2 separate regions of the Zea mays genome follow, and region 2 is linked to region 1. Evidence: chromatin contacts called from public Hi-C data. All regions are on one chromosome and are shown on one strand. Each heading gives the region's core, a stretch centred on a gene start, on an enhancer-like site or on the middle of the called end of the contact. The rest is flanking DNA. Distances are from core to core; before and after follow the strand shown. Region 1 has its middle 55 kb from the start of LOC100216786. Region 2 holds the start of LOC100279786.

The links. A called contact is a pair of places that touch in the nucleus more often than the background predicts.
Region 2: a contact with region 1 is called in a Hi-C map of tassel, with 2.2 times the contacts expected there. The contact joins the promoter of LOC100279786 here to the enhancer-like site in region 1. A contact is called at or near these places in 4 of 25 Hi-C or Micro-C datasets (ear, endosperm, leaf and 1 more).

Annotation. Positions count from the first base shown.
Region 1 is chr2:166,091,109-166,097,503 of Zm-B73-REFERENCE-NAM-5.0, forward strand. No RefSeq gene overlaps it. Among protein-coding and RNA genes, the nearest start is that of LOC100216786, 55 kb to the left of the region's middle. Within about 2 kb of position 3,598, at least 16 of the 20 cell types and tissues checked have an H3K27ac peak or open chromatin away from gene starts, as enhancers often do. A contact at or near this core is called in ear, endosperm, leaf and 1 more, where this site is marked.
Region 2 is chr2:166,270,509-166,277,579 of Zm-B73-REFERENCE-NAM-5.0, forward strand. LOC100279786 reads left to right here and starts at 2,819. Exons shown (of 10, transcript NM_001384182.1): 1 at 2,819-3,139; 2 at 4,457-4,569; 3 at 5,286-5,546; 4 at 5,678-5,782. The coding sequence starts at 2,983.

The DNA of each region.
Region 1 (6,395 bases), core at 2,348-4,847:
CGTCGTCCCTGTCACTTCCACTAGAAATAGGACATTTTGCAATAAAGTGACCGGACTTACCACACTGGTAGCAAACCTTCTTGGAGTTGGACTTGTAGTTTTCCCCCCTCCTTTGCTTGAGGATTTGACGGAAGCACTTGACGATGAGCGTCATTTCCTCGTTGTCAAGCTTGGAGGCGTCGATGGGAAGCCTACTTGGTGTAGACTCCTTTTCTTCTTTCGTCGCTTTGAATGCGACGGGTTGCACCTCGGGTGTGGAGGTGGTGCCTTGCTCCAAGTTGACAATGTGTTTGGAGTCTTTGATCATAAGTTCAAAGCTCACAAACTTGCCAATCACTTCCTCGAGAGACATTAGTTTATATCTAGGATACCCACGTATTAATTGAACTTGAGTAGGATTACGAAATACGAGGGATCTAAGAATAACCTTGACCATCTCATGGTCATCCCATTTGGTGCTCCCGAGGTTGCGCACTTGGTTCACCATTGTCTTTAGCCGGTTGTACATTGCTTGCGGCTCTTCTCCTTTGTTGAGGATGAAACGACCGAGCTCCCCCTCGATCGTCTCCCGCTTAGTGATCTTGGTCACCTCGTCCCCTTCGTGCGCGGTCTTGAGGACGTCCCAAATTTCCTTGGCAGTCTTTAATCCTTGCACCTTGTTATACTCCTCTCGACACAAGGAGGCGAGGAGTATAGACATGGCTTGGGAGTTAAAGTACCTGATTTGGGCAGCCTTGTCTGAGTCATAATCTTTGTCCCCCACCTTAGGTACATGCGCTCCAAATTCAACAATATCCCATATGCTTTCGTGGAGTGAGGTTAGATGATGCCTCATTTTATCACTCCACATACAATAATCTTCACCATAAAAATATGGTGGTTTGCCTAAGGGAACGGAGAGTAATGGAGCGTTCTTTGAAATACGAGGATAACACAGGGGCATCTTACTATAGTTCTTGCGCTCATGGCGCTTAGAAGCGACGGACGACTTGGAGCTTGATGTGGATGGTGACGAAGAATCGGTCTCGTAGTAGACCACCTTTTTCATCTTCTTCTTCTTGTCACCTTTCCGATGCGACTTGATGCAGGAAGAGGATTCCTCCTTGTGTTTGTTGCCGTACTCCCTTGAGAGAGTCCTCCCCGAGCTTGCGGAGTTGTCGCCAGTCACAATCTCCCTCTTGGCATGATCTCCCGACATCACTTCGAGTTGTTAGACTCTAATGAAGCACCGGGCTCTGATACCAATTAAAAGTCGCCTAGAGGGGGGGGGGGGTGAATAGGCGAAACCTGAAATTTATAACTTAAAATACACACTACAAGCTGGGGTTATCGTTAGAGTTAAATTCAAGTCGGAAAGAGAGGGAAAACAAATCAACCAAGAAATAAGGCGAGTGAACACCGTGATTTGTTTTACCGAGGTTCGATTCCAAAGAACCTAGTCCCCATTGAGGAGGTCACAAAGACCGGGTCTATTTCAACCCTTTCCCTCTCTCAACGGTCACTTAGACCGAGTGAGCCTTCTTCCTTAATCTCATGGGTCACTAAGACCCCGCAAGGACCACCACACAATTGGTGTCTCTTGCCTCGCTTACAAAGCACTTGAGAATAAGAGAAAAGAAAATAAGTAAGGCAATCCAAGAAGCAAGAGCTCAAAAGAACACAAAATCTCTTTCTCACAAGTCACTAAGTATTTGAGATGAATTTGGGACTTGGAGAGGCTTTGATCTTTTGAGTTGTGTCTAGGAGTGAATGCTAGAGCTCTTGTATTGAATGTGATCTTCAAAAATCTTGGATGCTTGAAATTGTGGTGGTTGGGGGGGTATTTATAGCCCCCAACCACCAAGGTAGACGTTGGGAGTCTGCTGGTGATGGGCGCACCGGACCACCGGACAAGCACAGTGTCTGGTGCGCCGCCACATCACCCAACCGTTAGGGTTCTGGAGCAGTTGACCGTTGGCGCATTTGTCTTCTTGCGGCACCGAACATTCTGGTTGTGCACCGGACAGTCCGGTGCCCCCTCTGACTCGTTGCTCTGACTTCTGCGCGACACTGTTGCTCACTGTAGCTCCTGTCAGAGTCGACCGTTGCGCGCTGGATAGCCGTTGCCCGTTGACTCACTGGACAGTCCGGTGAATTATAGCGGAGCGCGCTTGCGTTTTCCCGAGAGTGGCTGGTTGACCCTTGTACGGTCCTGGTGCACCGGACACTGTCCGGTGGCACACCGAACAGTCTGGTGCACCAAACCACAGCACACTCAAGTCTTCGCTCCGGTTCAATTTAGTCCATAACTTGAATCTTTTATTGGTTTGTGTTGAACCTTATGCACCTGTAATACATGAGTTCTAGAGCAAACTAGTTAGTCCATATATTTGTGTTGGACATTCAACCACCAAAATTAATTGTAGGAAACGGTTAACCATATTTCCCTTTCAATTACAAATGGGTGAATTAATAATGAAGTATGCATCTAAATAACTAAGGGTTTGATTGAATAATTAAACTTGCATCATGATGGTATTCTCTTGTGCACATATATCTGAACTACTGATACAAGCTTAGCTTTGAATCAAAAAAAATGCATTAGGAAATAATGTAATCTAAAAATAGGAAAAAAAAATCCAGATCCTAGCCCAGCCCCAACCCCCTTCAAAACAGCCCACACCCGTGCCAGCCCAAAATTCGCCTGCCCTGCCTGGCAGGAGTGCCGACGGGCGGGTTCCACGACGTTAGCCTTAACCACACCGCATGCTACTGTCATGTGGGCTCCCACTGTGACGAGCTTGCTCTCCTCGTGCGCGAGGCTTGTGCCACTATCACGTGGCTTCATTTCGTCAGACCGTTCTTCCCAATCAAACTAACTTCGCATCCGTCCCATTGAAACGGAACAAACTCCACAGCGTCGGCATAATCCTTATCTCGGCGTCGTTCTCCTTTCGCCCATCATAAACCCAACATCGTACCCCTTGCCCAACGCACAGCCGCATGAACCAAGGTCGTGGGCGTCGAACGCCATCGCCACCGCGAGCAGAGGGAGAGGAGAAAACACCGCCGAGCAAGAGTGTTTGCCGCCCACGTCATTTTCCCCGACGCTATCGTTCGTAGTCCAAGAAGTGGTCGTGGAGCTTCAACATGGCGAAAGGAAGGTCGCCGCGTCATCAGAGCAAATGGTGGGCTACCGTAGTCCAAAGAATTGCTCGTCGGTGATCACCGTGCCCACGGGGCCGCAATCTGCCGTGGCCAGACCGGTCGTCGCATCATTCAACGGTGAGGCACCCTCTATCTAGTTAGTGGGATCTTAAATTATGTTTTGCGCGTTCTCCAATGACGTGTAGATCACCGGGAGGCGATCAGGTGTTGCTCTGGCGGGATCTTCGTCGTGGATGCCAATGGCGTCACTGTGCCTGGCCATCAGAGGTAAAGTTAGGGCGAGAGCCATCAATTGCGTGATGGATATACTAGATTAGAGGGCGGATATCGTTTCATGGTTTAAGATCGGGGCCGTCAGATGGAGATCTGGTGGATCAGAGTGCCCTCATGTTATGACCGCGTGGCTGGTTTTCAACGGTTGGATAGAAATCCAACGACTTGGTACGCATACTGGTTCGGCATGTCCAAGTTTTAATTGTGGCCGTCAGTTTTGAGCCAACAGCCAGGAATGACCCATACCCTTTCGTCGTGGCATTCTTCATTAAGAGCCCCTGAGTTTTTATTTAATTCACCTGCAATCCGCTCCAATGTAAATACTATCACAGTTTGGTCCACATTTTTTACGGAACAGACCCTAGACTCGTTAAAAATAGTGACCACCATCCAGAAGAAATTATATTTATATCTGAAATTGATTTTATATAAAAAATAATTTATAAATTATAAAAATCATATCTCCTTCGTTTTAACTCCGAATTTAGTGGTTCTCGAACCTACAATCCCATAGCGACACGTAGAATATTCCTATGCAATTTTATTTCTATGTTTTGGTGTAATGTTATTGTATCCATTATTTGCTTATTTGCATGTCTTGCTACGAGTAGAAGTGAGTTCATGAATAATTTGATGCCCAATTTTTGGGAAAGCATCTGAACAACATGTTATCGCAAGTAAAAGACAAATTGTGTCCTTGATCACATCCTTTGACCTAATAATGTTCATGATTTTGATAATCACAGTGGCATGCTTAGGTTATATTGATGAGACCTAATAGATTACCTAGTTTTGTTTACCCTACACCTTGCATACAAATGCATTATTGGGTAGATCTGTTATTACTCTATCTGGTTTTGGGTGTATACTATATATGATTACGATCATGCCTTATTACTACTGTTGATTCTGTATGAATTATTTATGATACCCGATAAGATCATTTTATTAATTGGAACATGGAGCTTAACCTGAGACAACGGTGCTACCACAAGGGTGGAATTGGATGCTCTTGCCCAACTAATTAGGAAAGCTGGTATGTGAGAGTCTTACCTGAAAGGGGCAAGCGGGGAGGAGTTGCACAAGTATAGGGAGGTTCTCGGGTCGATATTTCTGTGATACCTTTTTAGATGAGGGATTCCTATACCCCCTCAGCCTGAATCCGTAGCGAGTTTCCTCATACAAGTGGACCTTTGTAAAGGCCTCATAGTGCTATCTTGCCTCGTCTCCTCGATAGAGATGAATGAGAGTCGAGACCCCTTGGCAAATGGGTAACACAGCTTGTGGGTAAAGATGCACAACCTCTGCAGAGTGTAAAACTACTATATTAGTCGTGGTCATGGTTATGAGCGGCTCAAGACTCTCACATGATTAAATGATGGAACTAAACTTAAAAACTTGACATGCATTGATTTACATTGTGGGGTTTATTATTCATTATGATCAATTATTTAATTGGATTGGTATCTACTTATACTTAGTAATTGCTAATAAATTTTTGACCAACTTATTAAAAGCAATGCTCAGCAATAACCATTTTCCTTGGTAAGCCTTACACTACACATGAGCCCCCACCGTAACTCTGTAAGTGAGATCACACACATTATTCCTCACACTTGATGAGCGATGACCGTATGGGAGCTCACTCTTGCTACAATCACACCAGGTCAAGAGCAGGTACCGCTGAAGAATCATGAAGGATGCTGCGAAGAGTTCGGAGAGGTCTAGACCGTCGTCTCCCAGTCAGCTATGGTTGCGGGGATCGTTGTCGTCATGTGATGTATTTATTTATCTATTTTGTACATAACTTCTATTATATAATAAAGATGTGACATTGATTTATATACCATGAGTCATCATATGTGTGAGACTTGATCCTATCACGCATTTGAGATGCATCTAGATTTGCTCTTAAATCCAGGTGTGACACATATTTTATTAGGCTTAATGATATACCAAATCAAACTTCTCATATCTTAGATTAGTAATGATGCAATCTGTGACACCCCAGTGTCACCTAGGGTTTCTCTCAAGTGCTAACCCAAGAACCATCATCTTATGTGAACCAAATTGAGCATGAGCATCAAATTGACTTAAGAATAAAGGATCCACTAAGTTTAAACTTAAAAGCATCATGATTCAAAAACAAATGAGTTTTCAAAAGGGCAAAATGTTGGAACCCTAATAACAACCCTAATTGAGCTCTAAAAGCAAAATTTAAGAGATAAGGCAAAAGAGTATGAAAAATGTAGAATCATGGCTTGGGCCAAATATAAACATTGAAGTATATTTAATAAGCAACAATAAAGATTGAGGAAGCTTGGCCAAAATAATTTAAATAAAACCCCAAGCAAGCTTCTCAAGTGGGGACTCAATAGGGAATTCTGAATTTCAGAATTCTGAATTTCAGACCTTGAGCCAAAGATCAAGCGTGTTCACCTTGATCCCTAGCTCAAATCCTAATGACCCCATTGACAAAAACGTGTCTCACTAACCCCTCTGTTGCATGCCAGAAGATGGCATTGGGACGCGATCCCTAGACACGACAAAACCTTGGATTTGCCTCAGGTTTGAGCAGAGAGACAGACCGGATTTCCGGGCTCCAAATCTCTGAAACCAGTAGGCAAAATCCTATGACCCCCACACAAGATCGGTAGCTTGTAGGGAGGAGAAGAGGTTTTGTGCACTGACCAAGGCGAGAGCAGGCTCGGATGAGTGACCACACGTGCCAGAACTTGGGCAGAACGAACGTGCACACGTGTTCGACCCTGGTCGGCACGCCGGCGTTCGCCCAACCCGCGCGCGCTCGCCCCAGCGTTCGGTCAAGTCCGCCGCGCGCCCTCGCCCTCGGCCGTGCCCGCTCGCGCCTATAAAGCCTCCTCGGACGTGCCTCACCTCACCTCGTGCTCACCTTCACCGGCCAGACACCCCTCCTTAGCTCCGGCGAGCTCTTTTCCGCCCGCCATTGCCGCTAG
Region 2 (7,071 bases), core at 1,569-4,068, 180 kb after region 1:
AGGTCATCATCACTTGAGGATTCTTCCTCAACTTGTATTTTTGCTTTTCCTTTTCTTTCATGATTTGCTTTGAGAGCCAAATCCTTTCTTTTGGAAGATGATTCTTCTTTGTCGTTGATGTGCATGTACATTTCATGGGCATTGATCTTTCCAAAAATTTGTGTAGGTGTGGTAACTGAAAGATCCATTTGATGTAGCACAGTGACAATGTGTCCATATTTGTCTATTGGGAGGACACTGAGAATCTTCCTCACAACATCCGGTTGTGAGATTTGAGTAAGCCCCAATCCATTAACTTCCTCTACAAGAATATTGAGACGTGAGTACATAGCATTTGCATTTTCATTAGTAAGCATTTCAAAAGAATTTAACTTTCTCATGGCTATGTGATATCTTTCCTCACGTTCACTTCTAGTTCCTTCGTGTAGAGCACAAATGTCCATCCACAAATCATGAGCATTTTTATGATTTCTTACTCTATTGAACACATCTTTGCAAAGGCCTCTAAAAAGGGTGTTTTTGGCCTTAGCATTCCATTTCTCATAATTGAACTCATCACCTACAAGATTTGTGGGATCTCTACGTTCGGGGAATCCTTGTGTGGCGGCTTTATAGACACCAATGTCTATAGCCTCTAAGTATGCTTCCATACGAATTTTCCAATAAGGAAAATCGTCACCATCAAAAACGGGAGGAGGTCCATCCCCACCGGACATCGTAACTCTAGCGATTAAGCTAATCTATGAGCAACAAGGCTCCGATACCAATTGAAAGGATCACGATGCCCAAGAGGGGGGGGTGAATTGAGTTTTTCTAAAAATCAACACTAATTAAAGACTAAGCAAGAGCTAAGCAAGAGCCCAACTTCACCCCAACAACTAGCACTAAGAATATAATACTAGAAATGCAACAATGCTAAGACAATACTTCAAATACTTGCTAAACAAATACACAATGTAAAGTGCTTGAATTAAGTGCGGAATGTAAAGCAAAGTTTAGAAGACTCCTCCAATTTTTCCCGAGGTATCGAAGAGTCGGCACTCTCCACTAGTCCTCGTTGGAGCACCCGCGAAAGGGTATCGCTCCCCCTTGGTCCTCGCAAGAACCAAGTGCTCACTACGAGATGATCCTTTGCCACTCCGGCGCGGTGGATCCCTCGAGACCGCTTACAAACTTGAGTCGGGTCACCAACAAGATCTTCACGGTGATCACCGAGCTCCCAACGCCACCAAGCCGTCTAGGTGATGCCGATCACCAAGAGTAACAAGCCATAGACTTTCGCTTGACCAAGAGAAGCCTAATGCAAGTGGTGTGTGCTCTAGGTGGCTCTCGCTAGGCTAATGAGGAACAAAACACGAATTAAGATTCTCTAATCTCCTCACTAGGCTTTTGGTGCTTGCAATGCTCTAGCAATGTGCTGGAATAAATGTGGAGTGCAAGACATTGAATATGGTGGGTGGAAGGGGTATAAATAGCCCTCACCCACCAACTAGCCGTTACAGGCAACTTTCTGCGCACTGGCGCACCGGACAGTCCGGTGCGCCACCGGTGCGCCAACGGTCGATTCCAACGGCTAGTTCTGACAGCTAGCCGTTGGACTCATGGTACACCGGACAGTCCGGTGCGATGTCCGGTGCGCCACTAAAATTCAACTCTGAAACAGGCGCTCTCGGGTTTCTGCGGAGGGAATGCCTCTCCACTGGACCAGCCTGGCCCCACGTGGCAGAGGGTGCACCGGACAGTCCGGTGCACACCGGACAGTCCGGTGCACACCGGACAGTCCGGTGCACACCGGACAGTCCGGTGCCCCAGGGCCAGAAACCCTAACTCTTGATTTTCAACTGATTTTCAAATCGGTTTTCGTTCTAACTTGTGTGTGAGTTCTAGAGTGACACCTAGCATTGTATGTGAGTGTGATTGTGCACCAACACTACACTAGAACTCTCTTGGTCAAACTACTCATCGACAACCCCTCTTTATAGTACGGCTAAAAGAGAATAAAAGACCTAACTAAACCGCGAGTGTCCACATCTCCTTGACACTCGGACTCTGTAGACCTTCACCTTTTGTTTCGTCGTTTTAGCCGTCGCTTCGAGTTCTTATCTCCGGGATTGTTTTCACATTGTAGTACTTCTACCTGTCATGCGACCTAACTTACCATTTGTCTCTGCAAAACACACGTTAGTCACATATAATATTACGTTATCATTAATCACTAAAACCAACCAGGGGCCTAGATGCTTTCACCATTCTAGCTTTCAATTGTGATTTTATGCCTCATTTTTCAACTTTTTTATTTTACCCCTCTATTTTAAAAACAAAACCCTGCTTGCGTCATTACGTAATGTTAAATCTGATGAAAAAGACAAAAATACCTATGCAATCTATTATGATTTTGTCTCTCGCTATATCATGTAATTGTGATTCTATTCTTGTTGGGTTGCACCCGTACAAAATAGGAGGCGGCTGGTGGTTTGGACCTTTCAATCATTTCTTTTCATATTTTTCATTTTTAATCAATAATTCTGATTTTAACTAACGACGTTGAGCGTGGGTCAAACAGTACCTTCGTTTTTAAATTAGATGGATAAAATCACTGAAAAACGGGCTAAAATTATAATTGTAAAACCAACTAATGGTATAATCTTAATTGTCTCTGTTACTAGTTTAATTTGTCTGCTGTCCGGAACAAGCGTCCAGTACAAGAAAAGGGCACGAACAGATAGGGCCCACTGTGGCAGCCAGCCGGCCGGGCCCCTAGGTGGTCCCGCGTCCGCTCTCGTCTTCCTCTCCCAATGTCAATAGCCACTTCCACTCCCAAAGTCACAAGGGTCCGAACCCAACAAAAAAACTCTCCAAACCCCATTTCATTTTTCAAATCTGCTCCTGCCCCACCTCCGCCGCCGGACTTCCAAACGATCAAACCCCACCCAGTCGCTGTCTCCAGCCCCAAATCCTCGAGCTCCCTCCGTCAGTGGCGCGATGGGGTTCGTGGATCCGGCGGCGCCGCTGCTGGCGACGTGCGGCGGCGACACGGTTAAGCTTTTCGACGTCACGGTGGAGACCGGCGACCCCTGCGTCCTCGCCTACACCCCCGCGCCCGCGCACCCCGTCAACGCCGTCAAGTGGAACCACACCAGTGAGTGCCCCCTACCCGTGCTCTCAGATAGTCAGATCCCCTGAATTCGGTCGCTTTGCTTCGTAACGCGAGGATCTGTAGCTGCGAGCTCCGTACGTGTTAGCATTTGATGGTTCGATCCAACACTTGAATCCTCGTTGAGATCGCTTATTGTCGGTTGCTACATTATGGTTGGATCAGGGGACTGCCGTTCCCATATTGCGGCGGAATTGCAAAGTGGGGCGGTTGCAATTTTGAGATTTTATAGTACCCATTTAGTGCAGTGGTTATGCTGGTAGGTAGTGTAAGACCATGCCCTGAGCCATCAGCCTGTTGATGCTCTTGATCTGAATTTTGCACTGATTAGTTGATGAGCTTTATCTTACTCCATAGACGCTGATGCACTGTCTACAATCAGGATGCCATTTGGGGCTACTGAGGTTATGCATGTCCTATCTCTGTTACTGGTATTTTTTTTCTATTAGTAAATCAGAGTTTTTTTCCCAAAAAGAAAACCAATTTCAACAAAATCGAATGCACCACTGCTTCTACTGCTTAAATTTGTTTCTGAGAACTACATGATAGTGCATTTTTGCAGTTTAATATTCAGAGGAACTATGCAGAGTATTGATTGTCTGTTGGAGATTGAGCTGGCAAGCACTTTTGTACTGTGCTTACACTTTCTGACATTTTATTCTGCACTGCTGTGCACATTCTATTGGCTTTATGTTTTTACTTTACAATGCAATTCTATGATCTCACACAGCAGTATCTATCGAAGTAACAAACTTACACATCTATTGGTCTGAAGTTGAAGTTGTAGCTTCACCAAACAAACCATACAATTTATGTTCCTTAGAAAAACTATCATACCACAGATGTTAGTTTTGGTTACCTTCGTGCAAATGGTTGGAGTTATTTGCAATATATCCTAGAGCAATCAGGCTAAAATGTCAACTTCTAGCCTTTCGATCATGTTATTTATTTGTATTTACATGCTTACACATGCATCAACCAAAACTAGTGACATGCTATGGTGAAGGACAGGATATCCATTTCTTTCTTGCAGTGAATGATAGAGTACTTTTATTAATATATTTTTTTCTATGTTTCACAAGTAAACGCTAAGAAACAGTTTTTGTTTTCTTTTTTTAGTGTAACATCTGTTATGTTACATTTAGCGTTCCATTGTTTCCCTAACTGAATATATTTACAAGACATTATCCTCTATATGCTTGAAACAGAACCTCAATATGTTGAAAAAATGATTCCTTGTATTGCACTGTAAAGCTGCAAATAGAAGCACTGGCACTAACAATCATTTGCTCTTAACCTCAGATCTTATTGTAGCAAGTGCTGGCGATGATAAAAAGATCTCATTGTGGCATAAGAAGGGTCAAAATGTAGGACAACTACCAACATCAACTGTCGACCGTGGTGATGACATAGAGGTATCAGACATTAATATGATTATGTGCTCATGTATTATGCCTAACAACATGCACGTGCACTCTTATTGGGGATTTATCTAGCATTTTTTTGAAAATGCTACCTGTTTATCTATTAGCAATGCCATGACGGAAAATTTCACATCTTTGTTCATAGGCATTGCTATATTGCTTATTCATTTCTTACCTTTTTCCTTTAACGGCAAACATGCTAAATTTGGACTAATTACATGCATATGACATGCCTAGACATTTTATTTGAGTACAAAAATGAAACGATCAACCCGAATAATATCTGGTTCATTTTAGCACTAACGTTTTTGTGTTTTAGTCCATTTGAATTTTGGTTTTTTTAGAGTTCTTGGCATTGACAACAAAGCAACATTGGCAACTATAATGACATCTTTTTTCTATATATGTTTGTTTGTTTTATTGGGTTTCTTTCTTTTACACCCTAATATAGATTTAATATGCTATTGTTTAAATGTTTAGCCACTTTAATAAATAAAAGCTGCACTGTACTGCTTGATTCCTTTGAAATTTCCTACCCAGCATCTAACACGAGCAATTGAACATATGGCACTGCTCTCTCTCTCTCTCTCTCTGCGTGCATTCATGGGATTACTGAGTAATCATCTGATGGTATTTCAATCCTTTATAACTTTATTTGGTAAACCTGTGCCCATGGCTAATCCTGGCAACCTATACTTTCTTATTAGGAGTGCATTTATTCTATCAGCTTTAGCAACAAAGGTTCTCGATATCTCTGTTCCTGTGGAAGTGGCCATATTGTTAGGATATGGGATTTGCAGCGTAAGAGATGTATCAAATGGCTAAGCGGTCACACTGACACAATTACTGGCGTAATGTATAACTGCAAAGATGAACATTTGGCATCGATCAGCATGAAGGGGGACCTGATTCTTCATAATCTTGCTTCTGGAGCACGTGTTTCTGAACTTAGCGATCCAAACGGACAGGTAAATTGATTTACTTCTTTGTGTTTTTACGTAAAATGTGCATGCCTCACATTAGGTCCTAGGAGTACCTGAATTTTAAGAATGGACTTTCTGAATTTATTAGTTTTCCTGCATTATTTATGCAAGGTCAGGTTCTGAGAGTGCTTGATTATTCACGAAATAGTAGGCATTTATTGGTGACAGCTGGAGATGATGGTTCTGTGCATCTTTGGGATACAACTGCAAAGTCTCCTAAGGTATCAGAATTCGGGGTTCTGCTGATGTTATACTTATTCTTTGGTTGTTCAAGTGTTATAAAGTTAACCGCTAAAATAAAAATAAGATGCAGCCTTCAAGATAGCTTATCATATAGATGATAGAGAAAGTTATTATGGTATTTCCTAAAAAATTGACAGTAGTGTTATCTATCTATTTATATACTATACAGTCATTATACTGTCTTGTGCATACCAACATTTTGTCTTGAACCATGGCCTTTTGTAGTGTCTGTAGAGAAAGCTGTGTTAGCTCCATGTATTCTAAAGGGTGCTAAGCTTAGAGTAGGGTACCAGCTAGTTCCTCCATAGGGCACCTAGGCCCTGTTAGGCACAGCTTCTCAAGTCTCAACCAGCATTTGTTTAAGAATAAGCCCACGATGTGCAAACACGTAGCTTGTGCTGATATTTTTCCCATGGTTCTCGAAAATGAACTTCCCTTGAATTTTCCTCTCAGCAGGGCCCAGTGGGGGCAGATCAGCTTCTTATACTGTCTGCCACTAGCAAGCTTGTTCGCTCGCCTGATCTCCCTCTGCCTCTGTTCGCCACGGCCACACTGCCTCTGTCTGCTTTGTCGCTCTCCAATGGTTGAGATCCCATCCATTGTTGAGCTCCCCTATGATATCCTTGTGAGCTTGCTTCTCTTGGAGGTGGCCATAGTTGCCATGCCCTAGTTTTGGCTATGGGAGCTGCATGTGTGGCATGGTAGGAAAAGCTGTGATCATGTGAGCTGCCTATGTGCCAAGGGTGCTGTGACTAACGGGTGTGGTGACTTCCTCAGTTTGGGGTTGCATGTGTGCTTGTTTTTTGGCTGCAGCATCAGGGATTGGAGCTGGAGGAAAAGGATGACGAATGGTAGATGCTCGTAAACAGTGGTGGATTCAGGATTGATGGGGGGGGGGGTACTAAGCTAAGGCTATAAAAACTTTTTAAACCAAACAAAAAGAATCTAATTGATGTTTAATATGACACAAGAAGCAAGGCATAATTTAAACATTCAAGAAATATGTAGACCAAAATAAAATACGAATTCTACAAATACAATAATCAATACATACCATTCATGAGTTGATGTTGTGAGGTAAATTTATCTTCCGAGTTCTTAAGCCTTGAAAATGTTTCAAAATCTTTTCATCTTTATTATCTACAAACATATCCCGCTCAATATAGCATATCATGCTGTTATTCATCCATTCATCACCCATCTTGTTTTTTCTTTTAGTCTTGATGATGTTCATAGGAGAAAAGGCTCTCTCAACAGTTGCAGTTGC